Regions from separate parts of the Mus musculus genome. Here regions 2, 3 and 4 are each linked to region 1. Evidence: chromatin contacts called from public ChIA-PET and HiChIP or PLAC-seq data. All regions are on one chromosome and are shown on one strand. The core of a region is the stretch at or near the end of the contact, and the rest is flanking DNA. Distances in the headings are between cores, read along the strand shown.

The links. ChIA-PET counts read pairs in DNA pulled down with a chosen protein or histone mark. HiChIP or PLAC-seq counts read pairs in DNA pulled down with a chosen protein or histone mark.
Region 2: an H3K27ac HiChIP or PLAC-seq map of large pre-B cells shows a contact between it and region 1, with 6 times the contacts expected there. The contact joins the promoter of Aldh1a2 here to the promoter of Rnf111 in region 1. A contact is called at or near these places in 2 of 39 promoter capture datasets (neural stem cells and pre-B cells) and 2 of 115 datasets of contacts at active chromatin or transcription factors (embryonic stem cells and large pre-B cells).
Region 3: a contact with region 1 is called in an H3K4me3 HiChIP or PLAC-seq map of bone marrow-derived macrophages, with 4 times the contacts expected there. The contact joins the enhancer-like site here to the promoter of Rnf111 in region 1. A contact is called at or near these places in 4 of 39 promoter capture datasets (the HPC-7 cell line, HPC-7-derived erythroid cells, erythroid cells and 1 more) and 6 of 115 datasets of contacts at active chromatin or transcription factors (astrocytes, bone marrow-derived macrophages, extraembryonic endoderm stem cells and 3 more).
Region 4: an RNA polymerase II ChIA-PET map of memory CD8 T cells shows a contact between it and region 1, with 22 read pairs. The contact joins the promoter of Aqp9 here to the promoter of Rnf111 in region 1. A contact is called at or near these places in 4 of 39 promoter capture datasets (the HPC-7 cell line, HPC-7-derived erythroid cells, erythroid cells and 1 more), 5 of 115 datasets of contacts at active chromatin or transcription factors (astrocytes, bone marrow-derived macrophages, forebrain and 2 more) and 1 of 9 other capture datasets (liver).

Annotation. Positions count from the first base shown.
Region 1 is chr9:70,502,301-70,505,469 of GRCm38.p6, reverse strand. It overlaps Rnf111 (ring finger 111), which reads left to right and starts at 1,695. Exons shown (of 15, transcript NM_033604.3): 1 at 1,695-2,011; 2 at 2,468-2,530.
Region 2 is chr9:71,214,280-71,217,448 of GRCm38.p6, reverse strand. Aldh1a2 (aldehyde dehydrogenase family 1, subfamily A2) reads right to left here and starts at 1,660. Exons shown (of 14, transcript NM_009022.4): 1 at 1,486-1,660. The coding sequence starts at 1,602. It overlaps Gm3458 (predicted gene 3458), which reads left to right and starts at 2,063. Exons shown (of 4, transcript NR_110518.1): 1 at 2,063-2,202.
Region 3 is chr9:71,177,942-71,181,110 of GRCm38.p6, reverse strand. It overlaps Gm32511 (predicted gene, 32511), which reads right to left. Exons shown (of 6, transcript NR_110517.1): 4 at 2,797-2,930; 5 at 2,083-2,206. Among named protein-coding and RNA genes, the nearest start is that of Gm32511, 11 kb to the right of the region's middle. Within about 2 kb of position 1,635, at least 22 of the 459 cell types and tissues checked have an H3K27ac peak or open chromatin away from gene starts, as enhancers often do. A contact at or near this core is called in bone marrow-derived macrophages and erythroid cells, where this site is marked.
Region 4 is chr9:71,161,604-71,164,772 of GRCm38.p6, reverse strand. Aqp9 (aquaporin 9) reads left to right here and starts at 1,484. Exons shown (of 6, transcript NM_022026.3): 1 at 1,484-1,800. The coding sequence starts at 1,690.

The DNA.
Region 1 (3,169 bases), core at 446-2,945:
TCTATGTCAAGATAATCTATGAAGCTGGTCAAGTTTACAGATCTTTCTATTGCTCAACCAACAGCATTTCATGAATCCATGATCATACTCTTTATTGCTAAATTTCCTCCTAATTTTTTACTACCTATATATCTTGACTCAATTTCTCTTCCTTCCTCCTTCCCTCCCTCCCTCTCTAACACATTCAACTCCTCCTAGAATTTCCTTTCACTTCAGCTCTTTAAATAACAAACATTCCACATATCTATTTCCTCTCATTTCTACTCTGGTTGACCTTACCAAAATGCTTGCTTCAACTGTCAGAAATGTAAGTTAATGAATCCGAATCTCCATCATTAGCCCAGTGGTCTACTTAGTTTTAGATTAACACACTCAACAACCAACTAAGTTCAAGCCTTTGGGTAAACATTAGACACTTCAAAAACTCTACCTGATCAGAACAGACAAGTCTTGCCTCTAACCTAAAGTCCCCAACCCAAGAAGCACACATCTTTAGTCCCAGAAGCAGAGGCAGAGGCAGGCAGATTTCTGAATTCGAGGCCAGCCTGGTCTACAGAGTGAGTTCCAGGAAAGCCGGGGCAATACAGAAAAACCCTGTCTCGAAAAAAACCAAACCTAACCAAGCCCGGAAACAAAACAAAACAAAACAAAACAAAACAAAAAAGTCCTGGGCTTTGATAGTCCCGATAGAATTCTACTTGTAGAGGGCAGCAACTAGGGAGGCTGAGGAAATCCAAATCCAATGTTTTCCATTTCTTCTTCTTTTAAAATTTAAAAATACTCCCAGTTCTTGGGAGGCAGAGTCAGGTGGATCTCTGAGTCTCTGGAGTGAGTTCCAAGACAGCCAGGGCTACACAGAGAAACTCTGTCTCGAAAAACCAAAACCAAACCAAACCAAGCCAAAAAATCACCTTCACTAAATATGGAGAACATGAGTGAATATTATCGACGAGCTGATGTAGAAGGAGGTTATTAATGCTTGTTAAATACTTAATTGGTAATATAAGGTACTTTAAGTCGTCATATTTGACCTCACAAGATCATTTTGAAGCATATAAGGCTATCATGTTTTATAGAAGAGGAAACTGAGATTTATAAAGGTGTTAATAAGTCAGCTTGGGCACCCTCACTTTGCTTTCTGACCGGAAATCTGTCTGATTGACTGCAGAGCCCACTCTCTGTCCTTACATCCTTCTAGGGCACACAATAAAAACTGCAATCTTCTGGGTTTTGTGAGGCAATTAAGAAGTCATCTGCGATTGTATAGCTCCCAGGCTACCTAATAATACATTTGAAATGATTTTGAAAATTCACTTCACCAGTGAGATGAGATCTCTGTTTTGGGTATCATCTGCTGAGAAAGACACTAACCCGTGTTTTTTTGTTTTTTTATTTAAAGGCGCGACTAGTGCAATCAGTAAGCTGGAATAATTTTTAGTTTGAGAAAAAGCAACCAGTACGTAGGCGGAATTATGCTGAAGCACTGTTGAGCCCGAAATCACGGAAGAAAGTGAACCCAACCACCTTATTTTTAACTTAGTCCCACTGGGCCAACAGTTCGCCTAAGCCAGTGCAAAGAGGAAGGACTGGGACGCAGGGGGGCGGTCCCTGGCCCGCACATGCGCAGACATACTGCTGTGAGAGGGCGTGAGGGTCCGGAGCGCTCGCTTTCCGAACTGTCGTAAAAGGGCCCCGGTGTCGCGCTCGCGCAGTCGGGGAGGGCCGGCCCAGGCTGCGGCGGCGGCGACGGCGATGGTGGCGGGGCGCTGGTGCTGCGCGGCGTAAGGCACGCCGGCCGTTCAGGGTCGCGAGCGCGCGTGGGCCGCGATCGGGTGCTCGGAGCCGGGTCCAGCCGAGCCAGGCTCAGCCTCACGCTCCGCGGCGGCGGTGTTGACAGACGCCCTCCTGAGGAGAGCCGCCCGGCCCGCCTCAGCCTCACCCGGCCGAGCGCTGTTCCCCAGCCCCGCGCCAGCGAGTCCGGGACCTGGCCGCACGGGGCCTGCGGACTCGGGTGAGGGCGCCGGCGGAAGGGGGGGGGGTGCGGGGGAGGGGAGCGGCGCGGTGGCGCTTGCGCGCGGCGGGGGAGGGGCCGAGCAGGAGGGAGAAAGAGGAAGGGCCGCGGCGGCCGGCCCGGGTCGGCGACAGGGGAATGACCGCGGGTCCCGGACGGCGCGGAGTGGCTCATTGTGTCCGGGCAAGAGTCCGCCCGCGGACACACCCACGGCCTCTTGGGAGGGGGTGGGTGAGGGGATTGCGCCCCGGGGCCGCCGCTCGCCAGCGGGACTGGGGCTCAGGGCCGAGGAGTGGGGGTGACAATGGAGTGAGGAAGGTAACCCCGGCTGGAGCCGGGAGCCGCCCGGTGCGGGCGGGCACGCGCAGTCCGCGGAGCAGAAGACAGGCGCGTCTGATATTGTGTGGAGTTGGCTGGTTAGTCATTAAAAAAAGATGTTTTCTTTATCCTGCCTAGATAATTGATCGGAGTCAGCAGTGGTGCGGTGGAAATATCGGTTTTTGTTCTGGAGAAATAGAGGTTTGTCACCACACTTCTTAGATTATAGAGCTTTATAGATAATTTTAAAAAAAAAGTGTGACTTTTTAGCGTCCAAAAAAAACAACAACCAAAAACCAAAAAACCAGGAAGTTGTAGCTAGCGCCTTCACTTAATTTGCTCATGTCTGGGGTGACTCCATTGTATTGTTGAGAGCTTTCCTGTTCCTTGATTTATGTACAGAATGAGTTTAGAACTCCTGAGTAGCAGTGAGTGAGCCAGCTGACAGAGACCTCATTGTCAGAGTTCTGACAGCTCTTGAACCTGACTTGATCCAAACTTAGTTCCATTTGGCACTTTTATCTTTAATTTTCTTGTTTTGGGGACCTCTTTAACCAAAGAGAGCAAAATCAAAAAAAAGATGAACAGAGGTTCCTCATATCTTTACCATTTGTCTTTGCAATAGCTCTCACGTGACTTAATACAGATGTCCTTTCAAGAATTCTGATTTTACTTAGCTTTTGAGTCTACGTTAAAGAACCCAAACAAACCCCAAAACCTTCATGTGCGTATATACCAGTGTGTGGGGTCTGTACATGTGAGTGCAGGTGCCTCTGAGGCCGGAAGAGGACCTAGTACTCTGGAGTGGTAGTTAAAGGAGGTTTTGCACTGCCCTGTATA
Region 2 (3,169 bases), core at 411-2,910, 710 kb before region 1:
AACTTTTATGTGCAGGCTTCCCTGGCTTGTTCCTAAACCCGGAGATGTGCCACACACTGGCACTATTGTTATGCAAACAATGCCTAGAGGGCTATAACCATTAACGACCTCTCATTAAAATGGCTTTCAAAAATTTGTCACACCATCTAAAAGCTAACAGGTACATTAAATCCACATTCAAAAATACGAATCCTACAAATCCTTATTCTGAAACTCAATGCAACAAAAATTCAGAAACGATGTTTTTGCATTTCTCTTTCAACCGTAACAGTTGTCACATGCGAACAACTTAACTTCTCTGCTTTTCGCGTATAGTGTAATGCCCGCGATGGAACACTTATCAGCTGTATCGTGTGCGCGCGCTGCAGTTAACTGGCGAGAGTTTGCGGTAGGAATGAAAATCAAATTAAAAAAAAAAATTCTAAAATGAACTCTCAAGAAGTGTGGCTTTAAAGGCTACAGTCGCCTTTTTGCTATAACATTCAATCCCTTTGTGTATGTATTTCACAAATTTCCCCCGTGGATTTTTTTTCCCTGAGAACGGTGGAGTGGTAGGGGATCAAGTCACATGGGGCAGCAGGCGTGTATTGCTTTTTAATGCAGTTTAACAACAATAATTCGTGCTTGACAAACTAAGATGTCAGAATTCGTTAGGAAAAAAATCATTAGGCTTATCAGTGCAAAAGTGAGCTCGCTAATTTATGTGACTTGAGTTATTTTCCCTTTTTCTAAAATGTCCATTGCCTACAAAATCCCGAGGAAATCCTGGCATAGACCTACTGCGTCTCGGCCAGGTCCCCGCGAAGTCTGTGGGACTCCGGTCCTGACAACCCTTCAGCGACTCCGCTCTGAGGGAAGATAAGCCCGCGCGGCCGCGCACCTCCGGACCCGAGGGACCGCGGGGCGACACCGGACCGCAATGCCACCCTGGCGGTGAACCCCACTCTGCTCTGAGACCGAGGGACAGGGAGAACTGCACCCCGGTGGGCTCTGAGGAAACCCAGGGGAACACCCTCCTCAAGCCAGAGCCCGGACTGCTCTGAGGAGACCTGGGGGACCCCAGAGCCAAACTCCATTTGCTCTGATAAAACTTGGGGGCTCGCACAACCGGACTCCGGTCTGCCCTGAGCTCTAAGGGACCCCAGAACTAAGCCTCGTTCTGCCCTAGGGACATCTAGGACCGGACCCTAGCCGGCTCTAAAGAGTCATAGGGGACTCCAGAACCAGACCCAGGTCTGCTCTGGGAAATCCCACCTCCCCAGGCAGTCCCGAGGTCGTCACCACCGTCCGCCGCCGCTGGCGATCCCCGCGCTGCCTTCTGTTTGGGACCGGTTCTCCCAAGACGCTCCCTAAACCGGGGCGGGACTTGAGAAGCCCGCATCGCGGTCCCCGCGGAGGCGCGGAGATGACAGGCGACCTCCGGGCCCCCGGCCTCTGAAGGGATCCAGAGGATGCTTCCAGAAAGCGTCCGCCGGACGGCTTTACCTTGGTGTACTTGATCTCGAGGTTGGGCGTGGGCGACGGCAGGAGCTGCAGCGAGGCCATGAGCGCGGCGGGGTCGGCCTTCACCTCGCCCGGCATGGCGATCTCGCTGGAAGTCATGGGCGGCCACGGGTGGGTGTGCGCGGGGCGCTGCGCGGCCGGGGCGCGCTCGCTGTATATAGGCAGGTGTCAAGCGGGGGGCGCTTCTTATTGGACGTGCGGCCCACAGGCGCGGGGGGCCGGCCCAGGAGGACATTTGCATACGGCCGCGCGCGGCGCCCGCACGGTCAAGTCCGCGGCCCACGCTCCCGCGGGCGCGCCCGGGGGGGCCTCGACGGCCGGAGCGCAGCCTCGGCGGGACCGCGCTGGCCGATGGCAGCCCCGCGAGCCTTAGCGCTGGTCGGCCGGGAGGAGAGGCGCCCGAGCCGCGGCCCCGCCGAGCCCCGCGCCCTTCCTAACACTCGCTCTTCTCCTCCCCCGGGGTCCCGAGCAGCCCGAAAGAGCTTTCGCTCAGCCTTCCGCGTGGCGCGAGGGGCGCGTGGCCGCTGGGTGGGGTGATAGATGCTCCCCACACTCCCAAGGAGAACCTTCTGGAACCGCCGACGCCGCGCTGGCCCCCACCAGGCTTCTCAGCCCAACTGCTGCCCTCTGCCGGCCCCGCGGCCTAGTTGTGCCTGAGGCCGTGGGCTTCATCTGCCTTGGGTTGCCTGGATATTCCAGGTCTTGATGGTCTCCTTCCAGCCCTTTCCTTTCCTCTTCCCATCCACACCGGGAAACACTTGGGATTTTCTGTTGCTCTTCCTGTCAGAATCTCCGGGTTGAGCTTCCATCTCCATCCCTTCTCGTCTTACAAGCAGCCTTATAGTTGAGTAAAGATGGGCGCTGATCAGGAATCAGTAGCCTAGACAGTTCACTCCAGATAGCGTGGGAGAATCATTGGACCAATATCACGAGCCCATATAGATAGCTCTTTATAGGGCTTTCTGCCTCTATCCCCATGAAAATCCCACAGCCTTATCCAACCTGACTCTTCCTGTTTTTCTATGGAAGACTCTCAACTCCCAAGCAACTGCTTCGCTCTTGCTCAATCATTTCTTTGCATGTTGTTCACTACAAAACACTTACTTTAGATGTGTTCATTAACTAAAATTCCGTAAATGATTGGTGCTTAGATTCTGTGCAGACAGAATGCTGTTGTCTTAATTGAATTTGTGAGACAAGTTCCAGGCTCCGAGAACTCTTTATAGGGTATCTGCCTAAAGTGACCGAGCAAGCACTACGTCGTCGTCCTAGAGCAACAATACAGCCTAATTTAGGCAGTTGAAAAATTCCTATTCACAGGGAACGTTTATGGCCAAAGAGTGTGTCTTAATAACCGAATATACTCCTAAGAATCGCCTTTATTTAAGCTGTAGAAGACTGAGAAAGAATAAGAAGAATGGTGGGGAGGTAGCTCTGTAGGTAGAGTGCTTGCCTAGAACGCTGGGTTTAGTTGCCAGCACCACCTTGAACTGGGGTAGAGATGCATGCCTGTAATTCCCAGCATCCCACTGGATGGAGGCAAGAGGATTAGAAGTTCAAGTTCATCCTCTCTTACAGGAGAGAAGGAGCGAGGGAGGAAGAGAGGGGGGAAGGGGAAGGGGGTACAGAGGAGGAACGGAGGGAGGGACAGAGGAAGGGAGGGAAG
Region 3 (3,169 bases), core at 386-2,885, 680 kb before region 1:
AGAACAAAGATCTTAGTGTTAACTCCATTTTTTTTCACTACACATTTTTAAAAATTCTTTAAAGATTTATTTATTCATTTTATGCATCTGAGTACGCTGTCATTGTCTTCAGACACACCAGAAGAGGGCATCAGATCCCATTACAGATGTTTGTGAGCCACCATGTGGTTGCTGGGAATTGAACTCAGGACATCCAGAAGAACAGTCAGTGCTCTTAACCACCAAGCCATCTCTCCAGCCCTTAACTCCAAATTTAAGACCCAGGAGAACAAGAGAACAGGATTGTCAGCCAGAAATGGGTAAGGTGAAGGCTGGGGACAAGGCCCAGTCAGAAAAGAGAGGCACAGGGACCTGAGTTCAAATCCTCAGGATGCACACGCAAAAAGAAAAAGTTAAACATGGTGGAGTGTACTTATAAACCAAATACTAGGAAAGCAGAGACAGACAGATGACTGGAGTTCACTGGCCAGCTAGCTTAGCTACTCGACAAGTTCTATGAGAGTTCAGGGGGAAGATGGGTTAGAATCCCTGGTATGACATATGGTTTAGCAGTTGCTATGTGAGATCAGAATCAAATTTCATGATGTTCCAGCCCTCAAGGTCTCAGAGGCGGGGTTGGGGTGGCGTTGAGTATGAGGAAACCCAGAGACCAGAGGTGAGGCTCAAAGAGAAACCTAAAAGTAGCCAAAGAAGCTAAAGGACCAGCTTCACAGAATACTTGAAGATACTAATGAAAACTACTAGTTTCAAAGAAAATCGAGTTGTATAAACGCATGGTGTCTTAGTAGAAATTTTATAAGTCCCCTGGTAGTCATCTATGAATGTGGCCAAAATGTTGGGAACTATTTTGCTAGCAAGGAAGAAAGTGGAGCCAAAGGGCCCGAGGTTGCGTTTCACAGATCCATCAGAAGAGGGTGCAGCAAGCAATCTAAAGGAAAGCATGGATTCAGGTCTTAAAAAAATCTTGGCACAGAGCAAAACTCCTCTAGTGTTCTTCATTCTAGGCAAGTGCCAAGAAACCCCTTTCCAACTCTTTAAATGCAGTGACAAGGCTGGAAACAGGGCCCAGCTGTTAAAAACCCAGAGGATGTGAGTTTGAATGTAGATCTTTTTGTGATAACACGGCAAGGCATGTGTCCAGTTTCTAGGAACTGTGTATGTATCATTTTTTGGGGGGGGGGTTCTCTTTAATGCCTCCTTTCACATCATGATTTTCCTGGCTATGATATAAAGGAACACAGAATGATATTTATGAAAGTATTTCTGGGGTGCCTCATCGAACTGAGTGGTATCTGCATGGAACTAATGTAAAACAAGCTTATCCTATCTAATCTCATCTGCCCTGCATTGTGTATCAACAGGGCGTTATTCTGAAACTATAATCACTCACTTGCATGTTGTAACATCTGAGGTCACAATGTTGCCATTCGTGATAACACGGGGTGGGGGGGGGGGTGGTATTTGGAATTTAGAAAAAGTATTGACGGAAAGAAACGTGACCATGTGGTAAGTACTAAGCATCCCATGAATGGTGACTATATAATTAATTTACTACACAGAGCTGGCCTGTAAGGTTTGCATTATGATAATCTCTTTTGTGCAAATGGGGAAACTGAAGGGCAAAACTGCTCTTCCCCATTGAAAGTTTCATAACTGCTAAGTGCTAGAAGAGAAAGAGGAAACCAAGGTCTCTAACTCTGGGGTCTTTAGGATCAAGCCTGAACTCTTAATCTCTCTCAAAAGCAAAGAAAAGATCTCCATCACTGCTTGCCCTGAGTGCCTGTCATGACCAGGGAACTGGTTCCTTTCTGGGGTAGGTCCCCAAAATTAATGCAAGTACCTCAACTGGGCCAGGGTCTGGATCCCCTCCAAGGCAAAGTGATGAGAGTGAGGATGCTGGACTGTGAGTTACAAAGGGTTTCTGGGTTACGTATGGGAAGGCATAGTGACTGCCAAGATTTGTGAGGAGCAGCACTATCTAAAGCAGTGGTTCTTAATCTGTGGGTCACAACCCTTTTGGGGGGATTGAATGACCCTTTAACAGAGGTCAAATATCAAATTTCTTACATATCAGATACTTACGTTATGGCCCATAATTAGTAGCAAAGTTGCCGTTATGAAGTAGCAGTTAAATAATTTTATGGTTGGGGATCATCACAACAAAAGGCACTGTATTAAAGGGTTGCAGCATTAGGAAAGGTGAGACCTACGGATCCAAAGTAGGAGAAGATTCATAAGGTCAAAACCTGGCTTAGGAAAGAAGAGTATGAAATAGAATCCCAAGATGGAAGGCATTAACTTTGGGAAGATGTATCTTGGGACCAGGAAGTAGAAACCCCAGGTATGGAGTGTGAAGTAACTCCTTTTTGGGGGGAGTAGCCTTTAGGTACAGGAGAACTTTGGTTATAAGGTTTTGAGGAGCAGGTAAAGGCAGCCAGTTCCCTGTTCCAGTCCATGTTTTCTAAGATTCTAAGACCCCACATGTGTAGAATTTTCTGCCTAGGAGGCATGCACAAGTGCCAACAGGAGTAAAACAGCCACCTTTCACACTGTAAACTGAAAAGTGGGCATCCTGGTTCTAAGCCAGAGTGAACTTGGAATGTGAGACATCTTCCAGGACCTTTGTTTCTCTTCTTCCCTCCCTCCCTTCCTCCTCTTCCTCCTTCTCTTTCTCTTTTTCTCTTTTCTTCTCTCCCCTCCCCTCCCCTTCTCTCTCTTTCCCTTCCCTTACCCCCTTTCTCATTTTTCCTTTGAGTCAGGGTCTCACTATGGACCCCAAGCTGTCTTGGAACTTACTCTGTAGACCAGGTTGACCTTGAACTTTCAACTTTCCTGCCTCAGACTTTTGAGAGTCAGGATTATTTAAGTGCCATCTTGCCAAGCATGAAGACAACATATTGAGTCTCAACCAGTTCCACTCGATTAAAAATCTACTTTCAGAGAAGAGCCATATTTAGTATGCAGCATTTCTATTAATTCTTTTATGTAAATTTAATTTTGCTTGACATAAATATAAATTTCATTTATCAATGTACTTTGATCACATCCAAACTTTCCCATCCTTCCTCCAAACCCTCCCCTACAAATGCTCTCCCAACTTCACCTCTGACCGCCTTCCTCTTCACTCGTTGAGTCTGTTTAGTGATGCTTGTATGTGGGGCCATCTATG
Region 4 (3,169 bases), core at 235-2,734, 660 kb before region 1:
CCTCATCATGACCATTTAATCAGGAATTAAAGTCGAAATGCTAGATTGTTTTTTATTTATTTATTTTTTAAATTTATAGTATTGACCTCTTCGGTCTGAACTGTAAACTTTACCTGCAGCTTAGGTGTTTGATCCTGCCTCTGGGCTCTTCCCAGCTGCTCTGCTCACAGCCTCCCCTCACCCCTTCCAGCCTGCCTCCTCAGCTGGAAATGATTGAGGGCCTCCTGCAAAGGTAGAGGAGGGCCCCAAAGAAGACTGGGAACTGGGCAGGCTGCTCTGAGGGAGGGAAGGAGGGTGGGAGGGAGGGAGGGAGGGAGGGAGCATAGCATGGGTTCAAGTCAGTGGACTGCCTGGGGGTGTTTAGAGACTACTGCCTCCAATTCCGTCTTTTCAGACAAACCAGCTTTGGAAATCAGGGCTTGCTTATTGATCAGGTCAAGAAGCTATTATAAGATGTAGTCTGTTGCCTGTGAGGATGTTAATTCATCAGATTTAAACTAGATACCTTAGTGGGGCATAGTTACTCCTCTCTTCTTTAACTGGGATGGGATTGACTGGTCAGAGGGCTAGAATTCCAGTCCTCTGCTTTCTCTATCTTTCTGATTCTTGAATCCTAAACTCTGTTTACCAGATAGGGAGACCACTTCAGTGAACAAGAGGGAGTTCCCATCTTGTCCCATAAACACCTTAACACCCTCCCCTCCCCTCCCCCCTCTTTCCCTCCCTCCCTCCTCCCCCCCCTTTTTTCCTCTCAAGACAGGGTTTCTCTATATAGCCCCAACTGTCCTGGAACTCATGTAGACCAGGCTGGGCCCTTGAACTCACAGAGATCAACCTGTCTCTGCACACACACACACACACACACACACACACACACACCTCACCCCCCACCCTACCCCCAGCGCTGGGATTAAAGGCAGCACTAACCCAATGCCCCATAAACTTACATTTCGGAGCCTTTAAACTGCCCTTCCATAAGTTAATTTAGTTATTTCTGGAGCCCTTCAGAAAGACTCCAGCAGTCCCATGAACTCCCCGAGGCACTACTAGAGCCAGCCTAGTCTCTTTCCCTTACACTCTCCAGTTTGGAAGAAAACCTTCAGGAGAGAATGTTCACAGTGAAGGTGTCTATACCTGATTGAACTATTCTAAATTACACCCAAACTGCCCACTTCCGAATAGGAGAAAACAAATCATCAGAAGGCTGAAGTTGTGTAACAGGTAAATCTCTTCTGGACCAAGGCCCATCTCTGGTTTGGCAACCCAACCAACGTAGCATCTCTTTTCTCATCTCCTGGAAAAAAAAAAAAAAAAGAAAGAAAGCCAACAGAGAAAAAGTAGCCAGAGAACAGAGAATAAAGGTAATGATTAATCTGTCAAGTACAAAAAGAGTCATTTTGAGGATTTGGAATTATAACTCATTAATGCAAACAAATAGCAATGAGCTGGGAGGGAGGGAGGGGCTGACAGCAGAGGCAGACAAGGATTAAGTCACAGTTCCTAATTAGGACAGGCTCTCTGACACAGTCAGGTATCTCTTTAGTCGCCTCCAGAGATCCGTGCAGAGCTAAGTGAGCTTGGTTTTTTTAAAATTCTTTTTTGTTTGGTTTGGTTTTCATGTGGTAGTGAAGGCAGGAAACTGAGCGAGCAGACCTTGGTGGAAAGCTTACCTCTGGCAGAAACCCCAAGATGCCTTCTGAGAAGGACCGAGCCAAGAAGAACCTCGTGCAGAGGCTGGCCCTGAAGAGCTGTCTGGCTAAGGAGACACTCTCTGAGTTCCTGGGCACCTTTATAATGATTGTGAGTATTGCTCGATTTCCATTTTCCCAGTTCAGACCTAACCCCGCCTTCCTGGCTGCCAGGCGTCTGGAGCAGGGCGTTTGTTTTTTTGTTTTCCCTGATTATCAGTTCCAGTCCCTTCTAGGAGGCAGCAAGTCACTTTCTAGGTTACTTGACTATTTGGTGACCATTAAGAGCTTCGTTCGCTCTTAACGTGTAGCCAAGACAGTTGATAGGAGTGGAGAAGGGGGAAGGGGAGTACTTCTTCATTTTAAAATGTCTCAAAGTGGCTTTTATGATGAAAGAGTTGCTAGACATTGCTTCCCATTTGGTGACTGAGTCATCTGAAACAAACATTAATGGTCAATAGATAGCGTGGAACAGGCTGCCAAGAGAGGTGCCTGGCAGTTTTGTTTGTTTGTTTGTTTGTTTATTTATTTATTTATTTATTTGTGTGTGTGCACGAATGCACACAAGTGCATCTGAAAATGGCCTGGCAGTTTTATTTATTTGTTTGTTTGTTTGTTTATTTATTTATTTATGTGTGTGCACCAATGCACACAAGTGCATCTGAAAATGGCCTGCTGGAGTCAGCTCTCCTTCCACCATCCTTCCACCATGTGGACTCTAGGGATGGAGCTCAGGTCATCAGGCCCGGCAACAGGGACTTTTATCTCGTGAGTCATCTCACCGGACCTACTTAGTAAATCAGAACTTGGGGTTAGTATGGTGTGTGTGTGTGTGTGTGTGTGTGTGTGTGTAGCCTTGTGTTGGTTTCATATAATTTCTCCCTTTTGATTGAACTTGACTTGAGCAAATCTCTCAAGGTCTTTAAATTGAACTTCATAGAGTTAAACATGGACAGGCCTAAGAATCTCAAAAAGAGATTGGCTCAGCTATGAAAACAAACAAAACAAAGAATAAAACAGAGACCAGAAACTATTGCTACTTTCTGAACTGGTGTGAGCCCTGGCCTCAGGCTTTTTTTAAAATGGGACAGCTATTTATTTCTATTTATCTATTTATTTATTTATTTATTTATTTATTTATTTATTTATTTATTTTGGTTTTTCGAGACAGGGTTTCTCTTTATAGCCCTGGCTGTCCTGGAACTCACTTTGTAGACCAGGCTGGCCTGGAACTCAGAAATCCGCCTGCCTCTGCCTCCCGAGTGCTGGGATTAAAGGTGTGTGCCACCACACCCGGCTTATTTAATTTTTTAGAAAACACACCTGCCAGAGAGAGAGACAGAGAGACAGGGAGACTCTTACTTCAGGTATAATTTCAGCTTCTCGTTCTCAAATATTTCTCTCTTTTATTTATATGAGTACACTGCTGCTGTCTTCAGACACACCAGAAGAATGCCTTGATCCCATTACAGATGGTTGTG